2 separate regions of the Sus scrofa genome follow, and region 1 is linked to region 2. A link is a contact called in public Hi-C data. All regions are on one chromosome and are shown on one strand. Each heading gives the region's core, a stretch centred on a gene start, on an enhancer-like site or on the middle of the called end of the contact. The rest is flanking DNA. Distances are from core to core; before and after follow the strand shown. Region 1 holds the start of THBS3 (thrombospondin-3). Region 2 holds the start of FDPS (farnesyl diphosphate synthase).

Region 1 (7,262 bases), core at 3,855-6,354, 99 kb after region 2:
TGAGCGCCCAGGCGCTGAGAGAGAAGGGTCAGGCATTCCCGAGCCTCCTGGTAGAGCTATCGGGGAAACACAAGGTCGGCTTGCGGCTGCGGCTGCGGGCAGCGCGCCGCCTCCCCCCGGCCCCAGAACTCCCATGCCCTGCCATCGTCCTGGGGGTTCCTCTTGTACAACGGCCCCCTGTCCCAGAGGTACCTCCTTCTCCAGCTCTTCCTCCTCCTCAGGCCTGTGCTCCCCACACAAGAGCTGCAGCCGCTCCATGTACTGCCGCTGCATGCGGCCGGGCAGGAAGAAGTTGAGGGGAAAGGGCATGGCCTCTGCGTACCACTTCCGAGTCACTTCCACATAGTTCTTGGCATCTACCCAAAAAGTATGTATCTGGATTGGGAACGCAGGAAGGAAGAGGAGGGTCTGAGCCAGTGCACCTGCCCCACTCAGGTGGGCTTCTGAGCCCCATGCTGTTCCAGGCCTGTGTGTCTGTGGGGGGCATCTGTGTGTGTGCCCGACGCCCGCCCCTGCTGGCCATCCACACTGGGAGGTCTGGGCACACTCACCAGCACCGGGAGCAGCTTCTCCTCCAGCAGCGACATGAAGGCCAAGGTGTCTGCCCCTTGCCGGGCTGACAGATCATAATCGGCATTGTATTTCTGTGGAGGAAATGTCCACTGTGAGGGGGACACAGGGCGGGGGGACTCCAAGGACACTTCCCCAAGGAGGGAGGCATCCTGTCTGGCACCACCCGCACTGACCTCTGGGTGTAGCAGAGGTAGGGCAAGGAGCTCTTCTCACTGAGGCCCCCTTGCCTGGGCCCAGTCAGTAGCCTGTTGCTGTTGGCGGGAAGCCTGGACCTTGGAGCCTGCTGGCCGTCAAGGTCCCGCGCCCACTGGGGGGAGGAAGGAAGGCCCAGCCGCAAACCAGGAGCAGCTCCCAGAGTTTCCACGGAAAGCTGGCAGGATGCCTGCTGACGGCAACTTTCTAACGGTAATTTCCCCAATCCAGACACCACAAAGCTCGCCGAGCGGAGCTCAGTTGCGGGCTGGGCTGCAATCAATGCCTCAGGAACGAGGGGACGCCATCCCTATGCTCCTGGGACCCAGGGAACCCATGTCTAGGGCCCTCTGGCTTATTATCTCAATGCCTAGCTCTGGGCTGTTTCTTCTATTTCATTCCCTGGCCCAGGCGCCGCCACCACCACACACATTCCAGCCATACCCCCAGGTCTCTGCCTGCCACACCTTCCTGGGCTCCAGTGTCTGCTTCTCAGCCCCCTCCCTCACATCCTGAGTAAACTCTGTCCCCAGATAACCTCTTGAGTGTGATCCTCAAATCTCTGTGAGCCTCAGTTTCTCCCCCATAGAATGGGGGTAATAATCTCTTTCGCTCACTGTGGCTGTATTAGGAGAAAACTCTGGAACCTGGGAAAGCTGTGTTCCTACATCAGAAATCAGTGGTGCTGTTCCTGCCAGGAACTTTGGCTTTTATCTGGATCGCCTTTCTCCATGACTCTCAAGCCTCCATTAATTCACCAATTCCTCCACCTCTGGGAAAGGAGAAATGAGTAAGAGGGTCCCACACTTCAGATGATGTGTTCCCTTTTGGAACCAGACCATAAAAGCTAGAAGAGCCCCTGCAAAGTATCCTGGCTAGGCCCCCTAGTTGTACAAATAAGGAGGAAGTTAAACAATTTGCCCAAAGTCACATAGACAATGACAGAGTGAAAAACATAGCCTAGGCCTCCCCATTCCTCTCATAACACTCTTTCAATTTCCTCATCCTGGCTCTTAGCCTTGTCCATCCTGAGCCCCATGTAATTCAGCCCTACTGGTCCCTGAAAAAAGGGCAGTGGCCCTTAGAAATCCCTGTCTGGTCCTATCTTTTTTGTTTTTTCTCTCCTAGTCTTATCTTTGAGAGCTTCATCTGAGCCAACTGTTCTCTCCTACTCTCCTTTCCCTTCCATGTGTCATCGGCCTATTCATCTCTACCTCCCTGCCCAGCAGGTGCCTCTGGATGCCCTGACTAGCTTAATCTCTAGTCTACCACGTACTCCATCACAACAACATTGTGTCTCCCCACTGGACTATGTGTTTCTTGCAGCTGAGTCACCTGCATCTGGATTGGCATATGCTGCTGTTCAATAAAGATGTGTTGCACTGAATCAACTGAACTCTCTCATTGACAGTCCCCCTACCCAAGCCACCTACCTCTTTTCGAAGGTGGGTGATGATCTTGTGTGGTACCGAGATGACTTCTCCTTGACTGGTCCGAAGGGCAGGCAGAGTTCCTGACATTGACAAAGAAGTATGGCCACCAGATCCTTAACTGCTTATCCATATATTATTGCACCACATCCCTGTCTGTCTCCTGCTCTTCCCCTTGTACATTCCCTTCCTCACCACCCCCACCGCCACCCAGGGACACTGGATACCTGAAGGGCTCCGCCAGGGGTTGGTGATCTTGTGCACCTTGAGTGGGGCACCAGTAAATCTGGCATAGGTCTGCAGGGAAGGAAGCAGAAGGCAGAGAGGCCAGGGACATGGCCCCCACAGGGGAATCAAGAAAAGAAATAACATTTATTGAATACCTTTTGTGTTATGCCCTATGCTTCATAATTGCCTTACCAAAAAAAAAAAAAAAAAAGTTGACATTATGTTCTTTTTTTTTTTTTTTTGTCTTTCTGCCATTTCTTGGGCTGCTCCCTCGGCATCTGGAGGTTCCCAGGCTAGGGGTCAAATCGGAGCTGTAGCCGCCGGCCTACACCAGAGCCACAGCAACTCGGGATCCGAGCTGTGTCGACAACCTACAGCTCACGGCAACACCGGATCCTTAACCCACTGAGTGAGGCCAGGGATCGAACCCACAACCTCATGGTTCCTAGTCGGATTCATTAACCACTCCGCCAAACGGGAACTCCTATGTTCCCATTTTACAGTGGGTAACACAGGGCTCAGAGAGATGATGGACATGTCCATGATTACAAGTCAGCCAGAAAAATCCTTTCCTCTACCTTCTTTCCTGCCATTTCCCGGTGAACACTTAACCTCATTTGGAAGCACTGACCATGCCTTTCTTTGGAGTCTCTATGGACTGTTCATACTTATAACTTAGCACCAGAACATTTTATTACACTTATTTGCTGACATGTCTACCTTTCTGTAAACACCACCAGGGGAGGGACCACATGCTATTTATCTTTGCATGCCAATGTTTGGTATTTGTAAGATGCCTAATACATGCTTATTAAATGAAAGAGTGAATGAATGAGTGAACTAGTCTGACTCCAAAGCTCTATCTACAGAGCCTGGCTGTGGGCTTTTTGGTTCAATGAACAATAACCTCAGTCAGTGCTGTTGAATGAGGAGGAGGAGGGAGGGAGGTTGAGAAGGCAGAGACCTGCGGAGTCGGAGAACTCTGAGATCGTCCAGCCTCAGTAAACAAGCGGATGAAGAAAACAGCGCCCAGAGAGAAGGGATCGCTCCAAGGTCACACAGCCAATAAATGGACATGCGAGAACTAAAACTCATCTCCTGAACCTCTGACCAGCACCCGTTCCATTGCCAAACAAAAACTAGGCTGCTAATGGCAAAGGACACGGTATGTGAGTCCATACTGGCCAGGCACGCTCTTTGATTGCCTCAGTTTCCCCCAATGCGCCCGTGCTGAGGCGCCCTGGCAAAATCCGGTGATTGGCTAGTCCGAGCCCCCTCCCCAGTCCTCCAGGGCGCAGCAGAGGGCGCTGGCGCCACCCCTCACCAGCACGGCCAGACTGTCCAGGTCCACGGACGGCAGCCCCCAGCCCCCTGACCAGCAGAACAGCTCCATGGGCGCCGCCATCTTGCCCGCCCTTTGTCCCGGAAGCACCTCCCCCTGCGCTTCAGCCCTCCTCCGCGCGGATCCGCCCCCCGCCCCTACGACTGTTCACAGTGGGGAGCTGGGGGGAGGCCCTCGGGAAGGCGCTGCTTATCCCAGCCCAGAAGGCGGCCTGACGGCGTGGGGCGGAACCGAAGGCTTCGGGGGAGGGCGGCAGCGGTCCGATCCACAGGCGGCTCGCGAAGGGGGGAAGGGCTTTCATCCCGGCGCGCCTAAGAGAGTCCCGGAGCCTTGGCCGAGGGGAGCCCCGAGCCTCTGAAGGCTCAGCGGGCCCAGAAGGGGGCTTTGGGCTCCTGGGCAGGCTCTGGGTGCCCTCACAGATCTGCAAGAGGTCTGGGCTGCTTCGGGCCCCCTCAGGGCTCGGCCCCGAGCGGGGGCTGCGGGGGGGGTCCCCCGAGCCGCATGTTTTCCACAGCGCGTTATGTTTGGAGCCGGCCCCGCGCCTCCTGTCGCCATGGAAACAAAACAGGGGCGGTGGCGGAGGCCGAAGCTAGGCCGGGCTGGGGCCTGGGTGGGGGGAGGGGAGGTGGGGCTCTGGGACTGTTGCCTTGGCAACGGGAACCGAGGCGCCCCTCCGTTTCATCCGGGTCGTGGCCTGTCTGCCTGTACCCCCAAGTGTTCTCAGTCTGCCCCCCGGCCCCTGGCCTGTCCTCTGGTCTCCTCCTGTCCTTGGCGTCCCTTTCCCTATTTCTTCACTCCAGCCTCACTGACCACTGTTGTAGACTTTCCCTCCAGTTTCCACCAGACTCTTCTAGACTCCCAGGTTTTCCTAGTAATGAAGGAAAGTGGAAGCACAGGGACAAGGCATGGGACCATCACCCTAATAAAGAGCACTTGCTCTGTCGGAGGAGCAAACGTCATGCCATGTGGGCATCCCCTGGGCACTATAGCAAGCTAGTTTCAGCCACTCCCTTGGAATTCTCTCGTACCAGCTGTGGAATAATGCTCACTGTCTGGCACTGCCCCTGCCAAAGTTGCCTGCCTTCCCCAACTGTGGCTTCCAGAAGACAGTAGCATTCGGTAGCAACCCCCAAGAGCGAGATGCAGGGGAGAGGGAGGCACCTGGGGGAGAGCACCATTAGGGAGAGGCGCGAGGCAAGGAGGCCTCCAGGACTCTTCCTCAGTGCCCCTGGTTCCCGGAGCTGAGGATGCCTCCAGGGTGATTGGCAGCTCTTTGTTTCAGCCCCCCCTCACCGCCTGCCGGCCCCCCCCTCCAGTCCCTCCGCCCCCCTCTCCTGCTCTCCGCCTAGCCTTTTCCCCTCCCAGCCGCCTGCCTGCCAGGGGTAGTGAGCCGGCTGAGCGGCATGGAGACGCAGGAACTTCGGGGGGCCCTGGCTCTTCTCTTCCTTTGCACTTTCGCATCTGCCAGTCAGGACCTGCAGGGTAAGCCAGTACCAATTCTCAGAGCCCCCTCTCTGCCTCCTCCCCACTTGCCCCCAGCCTAGTAGCAGGGAACATGTGGGCAAGGGGAGAGGGGAGAGTCCTGAAATTGAACCGGAGGGAAGAGTTGATGAAATTATGATCCTGTGGGGAGGAGCTGACACCAGAAGGTGGCGGATGAGTGGGAACTGGCCAGGGTCAGCATGAGGCCAGGGCTGTGGACTCAGGAGGCAGGATGCTAGGGCTGCCTGGCTGGTTTGGTGTCTGAGCATCCCCAGACACTCCAGGGTCTGGGAGAGCAGCTCAAAGGTGGGTTTCTTCCACCTTTGGGCTCCTAGTTGCCTAAGAACCGGGTGGGGGTGGGGACCAAGAGGTCTGGGCTCTCCTGGAGGTCTGGTGGTAGGATGGGTCTGTGGGTGTGGGAGAGGTAGCTGGAGCAGATGACACAGGCACAGATTCTTTACAGGCTGGAAGGGAAACCACAGATTGGCCAGGACACAGGAGGCAGAGAGCTGGGTCCCAGGTTCCTGTGGGAGAGAGCCAGACAGTAGGAGGGTCGAAGTCTTCAGTGGGCAGCTGTTCTCACCCAGAGCGAGTGTGCTGAACCCCCCAGGACGGGAGGAGGAGCATTTAGGGGCATTTAGAGCCAAACCCAGCCGTGTGAAGAGAAACGGCCTTCCTATTTCTGCGCTGTGGGCACCAGGTGCTACTCCTGCCTTGAGATCAACACAGTGACTCCTTTGCGCCACCTGGTGGGGGCATCTCACATTCGCGGGGCGCTGTTGCTGTATTTCCAGTTGAGCCTCAGGCCTGCCGGTTCTCGGAGTGGCAGTAAGGAAGGCACAACGCCTTGTCCTCTGACAGCAACAAGGGTTGGATTTCCAGGAGGTGACTAACACTGTCGGGTGGTGATGAAGGATGCCGCCCCACCCCTGAAGGCTCAGAGAGAGCAGGCCTTAGCATTTGACAGGGGTCTGACCTTAATCATCTCTGCTTGGTCAGTGATCGACCTGCTGACTCTGGGCGAGTCCCGGCAGATGGTAGCTGTGGCGGAGAAGATTCGGACAGCCCTGCTCACCGCTGGGGACATCTACCTCTTGTCCACCTTCCGTCTGCCCCCCAAGCAGGGTGGTGTCCTCTTTGGCCTCTACTCTCGCCAAGACAACACACGATGGCTGGAGGCCTCTGTTGTGGGCAAGATCAACAAAGGTGACTGGCGGGGCATCTCCCTTCCTGCCATGGTGACTCCTTCGAGCACTCAGACCCCTCCTAATTTTCTTTGGGCTCCCCTGGGGACTATGGACCCATCAGGCTGTGCCCAGGCACCAGGGGCACCTGGTAAGGGGTACTTAGTGCCTTAGGGGGGCCAGGCACCCAAACAGTAGGGTGAGGCATTTGTTGGAATGGGGAATTGTATGTGGGGATGCCTGGGGGGAGGGGAGGCATGTTTCTCTGACCCAGTAGTGGTATAAAGAGGTCCCTCAGATCCCTGGAATGGATCTGGGGATACAGAACCAGCTGCAACAGTAGCGGGGGATATAGTGATCTAATGACACGGAAGAGTTAGAAAGTCCAAGTCTTTGAACCAATTTGAAGAACATTTAGGAGTTCCCACTGTGGCGCGGTCCCTTAAGAATCCGCCTGCAGTGGTTCAGGTTGCTGTGAGGCACGGGTGGTTCAATCCCTGGCCCAGAACCTTCATGTGCCGTGGGTGTGACCATAAAAAATGTAGTGTGTACCGCTTATGTGCAAGGCGTGGAGAGATACATAGCTGAATAAAGAAAGATAGTCCTAGAAATGTGGTTTTCAGAAGAAATTATCCAAGGTTCAACTGGGAGACAGGGGATAAGGGACAGTGCCAATACTGACCTCCCCTTCTGGACAGTGCTGGTGCGGTACCAGCGGGAGGATGGCAAAGTCCACGCGGTGAACCTACAGCAAGCAGGCCTGGCAGATGGGCGCACACACACCGCTCTCCTGCGACTCCGAGGCCCGTCCAGACCCAGCCCTGCCCTGCA
Region 2 (6,653 bases), core at 1,259-3,758:
TACCCGCAGGCTTCCATTTCTCCAATCTCTGCCGTAGAATAATCTTCTAGAAAACATCTATCACTTGTGTGCCTGTCCTCTGCTCAGAGGAAAGAGTTGACAACTTTATGCCCAGTTCCAAGGCCCTGACTCACAGTTAGTCTACTGGGGAAACATGTACTTACTGGCCAAAGAAACTGACTGCAATTGTTAACCCTTGGAGTAATTCACCAAGTTTGGCTGTGGCATGCTAGAGGCACAGAAAACACAAAGAGCCAAGGCCCAACCCTCCTTGTCCCCCCCACCCCCCGCCCCCATCCCACCCAGGGCACCTCCACCCTAGAAGACTTCTTCTCCTGCCCTCTCACCAGTTCAATACACCAGCCCACGGTCAGGGCCCGCTGGAGACTATCAGCATCCTGCTTCCTGGGCTCCACCAGCTCCCGGAACACCACCAGCACCGTGATACCTCGGTTGTACTTGCCTCCGACAACATTGTACTCCAGAACCTGGAGGCAAGGGCACAGGGGCAGGGCGTCAGGGTCCATAGAGCAGCTACTCTGAGATTTCTCCTTGTCCTCTCCCACTTCCAACCACCAGCCCTAACTTTTTTTTTTTTTTTTTTTGTCTTTTTGCCACTTCTAGGGCTGCTCCCGAGGCATATGAAGGCTCCCAGGCTAGGGGTTGAATTGGAGCTATAGCCACCGGCCTATGCCACAGCCACAGCAACACCGGGATCCAAGCCATGTCTTCGACCTACACCCAGCTCACGGCAACGCCAGATCCTTAACCCACTGAGCAAGGCCAGGGATCGAACCCACAACCTCATGGTTCCTAGTCGGATTCATTAACCACTGAGCCACGATGAGAACACCAACCAGCCCTAACTTCATCCTCAACCCCACACCCTCCTCCAGACAGCCTCTGGAATTGCTACTCAGCTTCTTCCTTCAAGTCCTGGAGCACAGAGGGAAGTTCCCCAGGCCCCAGGCACTCTCTGCGTTGTCTTCCTCAGTACATTTAAAGCCTCCATAGTGGAGATTAAAATCTGCTCCCAAACCCGGGGAGAACTCTGTCCATGCAGAGAATGTACATAGGAATGGCTGGTGTGTTTGGGTCTCCTCCAATTCTCCTACGCTTCCCCTTCACAGTCCATTCCTCCTTTCCCAGCCCCCTCCTCCTACCCACAGTTCAACCTATCTGCAAATGAAAAGCCTCTCTCACTTTATTAAAGCCCCCCCACCCACCCACCCAAAGTCGGCCAGAGGAAATCTTGGAGGAGACCATAGGGTGGAGGACCCGTCCCCCACTCCTCCAATGGCATGTCCTGCTGGGACCTCTGTGCCGTTGGCTGCCCTTAGATCTAATTCACTGGGAAGACTTCCCTTTTAATCTCCATCCCAGTGTAGACACACCCCCTTCTCCTTAGTTCCCCTCAGACAAATGAGAGAGCATTTATAGTAAGAATTACTAGATACTCTAAAAGAATAAAAGAATTAGGAGTTCCCATTGTGGCTTAGCAGTAATGCACGCAAACTAGTATCCATGAGGACACAGGTTCAATCCCTGGCCTTGCTCAGTGGGTTAAGGATCAGGTGCTGCCATGAGCTGTGGTGTAAGTCAGACATGGCTAGGATCAGGTGTTGCTGTGGTTGCAGCTCTAATAAGACCCCTAACCTGGGAACTTCCATATGCCACACTTGTGGCCCTTTAAAAAAAAAAAAAAAAAAGGAATAAAACAATAAGGCAACTTAAGTATCTCAGCAATAGTTCTTGTCCTAGAGCAGGAGTTTCTGATGCACTAGCTTCACCCAAGCCCATCTCAGACTGCCTTCCTCCCAGGTCCCTGCCAAGGTAGCCCCTCATTATTTCTGGATGCCTAATGCCTCACCCCCAGGGCCCTCCACCCTTATTCAAAGCAGTGCGGATGGCCCAAAAGAACCACCAGGCAGGACTACTGGGCTAAGTATACCTGCACCTCCAGAGGGCACCCAGAAACGCTCAGGTAAAACCCTGCTCCCACCCCTGCCAAAAGTCCCCCAAAAGCCAGAGCTGGATCCCACACATGCAGAGAGAGCAAAGACTCTCTCCAGTCATAAATCCCTCACCTCCTTGAGTCGGGCAACAGCATCTCCTATCTCTGGGTGCCCGATGTCCTCCTCAGTCAGCACCTTGACGATCTGGGAGAAGTGCTGGATGAAATCCTGCCTTTCTCGGGCATAAGCGTCCAATTTCTGGTCTCCGTTCATTCTGAGGGAGGAGTAAAATGCTCTGAGGAGAGGGAGGACAAGTCAGAAACCTGAACAGCTGCTCCCCTCCCCAAGGCCCCTCACCCCCACCAAACTCACCGAGGCTCCTCTGTCCACGCTTGGCACCAGCAGCGAGCACTGTGCCATGCCCCCAGGACTGGGCACCCGTGCACCAGGGAGGGCCGCCGTAGGGGACCCAGCCACCTCTCCCGGGGCACCCAGCAGGGGGCTGGCAGCAAGAAGAGCCCCACAGATCTCAGCCAGCGGGACAGGGGCAGCATGGGGGGTGGTACAGGGAAGGGGCACTGAGCACTCCCTGCAGGAGCAAGCACCAAAGGCAGATGCACGTTGGCAGCTCCCCAGGTCACCTCCCCGAACTTTTACCTCCATAGCCAGAAGGCCCCACTTTCTCCTGGTATGAGATTGAGGGCATTTACAGGGAAAAAAAAAAATGTGGGGAACAAAAAGTACAGCTGGGTGACTGAGAATAAACTAACTGCACTTAAAATATGATGGCTAGAACTTGGAGTTTCCTGGTGGCCTAGTGGTTAAGGACCCAGTCTTGTCACTGTTGTGGGCAGGTTGGATCCCTGGCCTAGGAACTTCCACATGCCATAGGTGTCGCCAAAAAGAAAAAAAAGGTGACTAAAACTTATTGCCACCTAACTTTATCCTTTTCAACCATCAATGCCTCCCCTCCAGGGATTCTCTGGAATTGCTACACCCCTGGCTGCTTCCCAAGTCCTGGAGTACAGAGAGAAGAGTCTAGAGTAAAGGAATTCAGAACTGGGGGCTAGGAAGACCCTTAAATCAACCTATTTTATATAAGTCAAGCTGAGCCTCTAGGAGGTAGGAAGATACCTAGGACGTGGGTACCAAACCTAGAATCCAGGTCTTCCCAGTAGCCAGAAAGAGGGGTACAGAGTCTGTGAGATGAAGAGACATGAAACAGGAACCCCTGGGTGCTATGGACATGTGGTCTGAGGCTCTGGGACTGGGTGTCCTAAGCCTTTACAGACTAGAACTATGCAGACAACCTCAGAACAACAGTGGGCAGGTGGGGAGAGTTCGCAGTAGAAGAGCAAACCAATGTGCAGTTACACTGAGGGTTCCAGGAAAGCACAGGACAGGGATGGGAGTTTTTCACATCCATGAGGTTAGCCAGTCGGTCCCACCAACCCCCAAAGCGGGGGAACTCCAGCACAACGTACTGGTCCTCCTGTGCCTCAAAGTATCACTACAGAAGTAAGGCTGAGTTTCTAACCCGTGCCTCCACTCCCTGCCCGAGACCTCTCTCACCTGTTCCTGGATGCCGGTTGTGGATCCAGAGAATTGCTGGGGTATGCCTAAAAACCGGACTCCTCAACGCTCAGCTCTCTGGGACTAGTAGTTCTCCATCTCTTTTCGCTATAGGCAGAAAGGCCCAGTAAACTACAATTCCCGGCATGCCACGGGAGGGACAACTACAACGCAATCTAGCGTGTACTGGCAGGGTGGAGACGAGCCACTCTGATTGGATGTTTTCCCTCGTATGAGTATGAGGCCCTGTAACCCACAGCCAATGGAAGTGCAGCACCCCGGGGCCCACAGCTAGAAGGAGGTAGAGTGGGCCAAGATTAGAGGCTGCTGTGGCAAATGGGAAGCAGGCTGGGAGTTTCCTACGCTCCCAGCTGTTGCCTTTACTACATTTCAGTTTTCATTATCTTCCTGTGCAATTGAGTGGCACATTACTAAAACTCCAGAAGGACCACTTAAGCAAATCATAGAACTTCTCGGAGCCTCAGTTAACGTAATTAAAACAGACTTCCCTCATTTGTTAAATGAGGAAAACCCCGTGAGAGATGAAGTATATAAAGTGCTTTAAGTGCCCAAGAAAGATAAAACTCAGCAGAACACACACACACGGCTTCACACTGTTGGCTCTTTCTCCATTAACCTTCCCAAATCCCAGTAACTTGATCCACCTAGAAAGATGCCTGAAACTCCAAACCACATAAAACATAAATGATTTTGTCACTATGGAACAAAATCAGTGTGCAAGAATATCTGCTTTAACCATTGCTGTTCGACATTGTACAGCCAAATTGGAAAAGAATAAAATCTGTTTCAGAGACGCTATGACCCTGTATATATAAAATCCATAAAGCTACTAGAGCTAACAAACTCAACAAAATCACAGGGTACAAAAATAACAGGCAAAAATCACTTGTGTTTCTATACACCTGCAATGAATAATCTAAAAAGGAAATGAACAATGCAATTCTATTTACAATAGCATCTAAACAATAAAACGGGTTTTCTCTCTGTAGTGCAATGGGATGGGCAGTATCTCTGCAGTGTCAGGACACAGGTTCCATCACCCACCCAGCACAGTAGGTTAAAGGACCCAGCATTGCTGCAGCTTCAGCATAGGTCACAACTGGGGCTTGGATCTGATCCCTGGCCCGGGAACCCAATATACCATGGGGAAGCCATAAAAGAAAAATAATATAGTATGTACATATGATAGATACTGGAGAGAGAGTGTAGACAAAAGGAACCCTCTTATACTGTTGCCAGGAATGCAAATTGGTACAACCACTATGGAAAACAGCATGGAGTTTCCTCAAAAAACTAAAAATAGAACTACCATATGATCCAGCAATACCACTCATGGGCATCTATCCAGAGAGAACCCTAATTCAAAAAGACACATGCACCCCAATGTTCCCTGCAGCACTATTTACAATAGCCAAGATGTAGAAACAAACTAAATGTCCATCAACAGAGGAACAGATAAAGATGTGGTACATATATACAATGGAATACTACTCAGCCATAAATAGAATGAAAATGCCATTTATGGCAACATGGATGGACCTAGAAATTATAATACTATGTGAAGACAATGGAAGACAAATATCATATGATAGCACTTATATGTGGAATCTTATAAAAGGATATATATGAACTTATTCACAGAACAGAAACAGACTCACAGATTTGAAAACAAACATATGCTTACCAAAGAGAATAGGTGGGGAGAAGGAATGGACTAGGAATTTGGGAGTGGTATATGCTCACTGTGGTATATGGAAGGATTGGCCAATGGGGAACTGCTGTAAAGCACAGTGACCTTTAGACAATATTCCATGATAATCCATACAAGAAAAGAATCTGAAAAAAAATGGATGTGTGTATCTACATAACTCACTCTGTTGTAGAGCAGAAATGATCACAATATTGTAAATCAATAATACTTCAACAAAACGTTATAAAAAATGAAAATAAAGGCAGTCCTGCTGTGGCACAGTGTATTAAGGATACAGCTCATCTCTGTGAAGGCAATAGGTTCAAGCCCCAGCCCAGGGCAGTGGGTTAAAGATCTGGCATTGCTGCACCAGTGGCACAGGATGCAGCTGAGGCTCCGATCCAATCCCTGACCTGGGGCACAACCACTATGGAAAACAGTATAGAGATACCTTAGAAAACTGTATATAGGAGTTCCTGTCGTGGCGCAATGGTTAACGAATCCGACTAGGAACCATGAGGTTGCAGGTTCGGTCCCTGCCCTCCCTCAGTGGGTGGTATAAACGGTAAATATCATGGTAGGCAAATTTTACCACAATTACAAAAACCAAAACCACAGACTTTCCATTGTGGCTCAGGTGAGACGAGTCTGACTAGTATGCAGGAGGACGCAGGTGTGTTCCCTGGCCTCACTCAGTGAGTTAAGGATCAGGGATTGCCCTGAGCTATGGTGTAGGTCCCAGACACGGTTCAGATCTGCCATTGCTGTGGCTGTGGTGTAGGCAAGGGACTGCAGCTTCAATTTGACCCCTGGCTTGGGAACCTCCACATGCCTTGGGTGCAGCCCTAAAAAGACACACACGCACACAAAAACCCCTAAAAACTCTTGCACCTCTCAGGAGTGGAACTGGCAAGAAATCCAGGAAAAACAACTTTAGTCGATTACAACCCAGGGAAAGAGGGTGTGACATTGCTAGCACCTGGCAGATGGGTCTGCCAGCCCAGTCTGCCTCCACCTTGGCGCGGGGCTCCATAAGGAGACATTGAGAAGCTCACAGGAAATGGAGAGATCAGGGCAGCAGAACCTTGGGTGCAAGCAAGCACCTCAGGGAAAGACACAGGCTGACCAAAAGGAAATGCTCCCCCCAGAATCCCCCTCCTACAACGTGAGGCCTCCCACCCTCAAAGCAGCCCAGCCTTCCCTGCTCACCCCAGGCAGCTGCCCCATGTTATGGGTGTAGGCTGCCAGAACCACGGCCTCTGAGGGAAGTTTCCCCAGGGCTGCATTTTGCAGCAGGAGGAGCTCTTAGAAGGCACCCCAGGACAAGGAGCGATAGAAAGTAGAAAGCAAAAAAAGAGAAAAACCAAAAAACCAGGAGTTCCCGTTGTGGCGCAGTGGTTAATGAATCCGACTAG

What was found. Hi-C and Micro-C count contacts between places; a contact is called where the count stands out from the background.
Region 1: a contact with region 2 is called in a Hi-C map of embryonic fibroblasts, with 4 times the contacts expected there. The contact joins the promoter of THBS3 here to the promoter of FDPS in region 2. A contact is called at or near these places in 2 of 5 promoter capture datasets (fetal skeletal muscle and liver) and 7 of 47 Hi-C or Micro-C datasets (alveolar macrophages, embryonic fibroblasts, fetal skeletal muscle and 3 more).

The regions. Positions count from the first base shown.
Region 1 is chr4:94,607,598-94,614,859 of Sscrofa11.1, forward strand. THBS3 (thrombospondin-3) reads left to right here and starts at 5,105. Exons shown (of 23, transcript XM_013997018.2): 1 at 5,105-5,247; 2 at 6,247-6,453; 3 at 7,130-7,262. The coding sequence starts at 5,169. MTX1 (metaxin 1) reads right to left here and starts at 3,842. Exons shown (of 8, transcript NM_001039750.1): 1 at 3,748-3,842; 2 at 2,423-2,492; 3 at 2,199-2,278; 4 at 552-644; 5 at 193-375; 6 at 1-56. The coding sequence starts at 3,828.
Region 2 is chr4:94,511,186-94,517,838 of Sscrofa11.1, forward strand. It overlaps FDPS (farnesyl diphosphate synthase), which reads right to left and starts at 2,509. Exons shown (of 10, transcript NM_001185131.1): 1 at 2,328-2,509; 2 at 2,088-2,250; 3 at 348-488. The coding sequence starts at 2,509.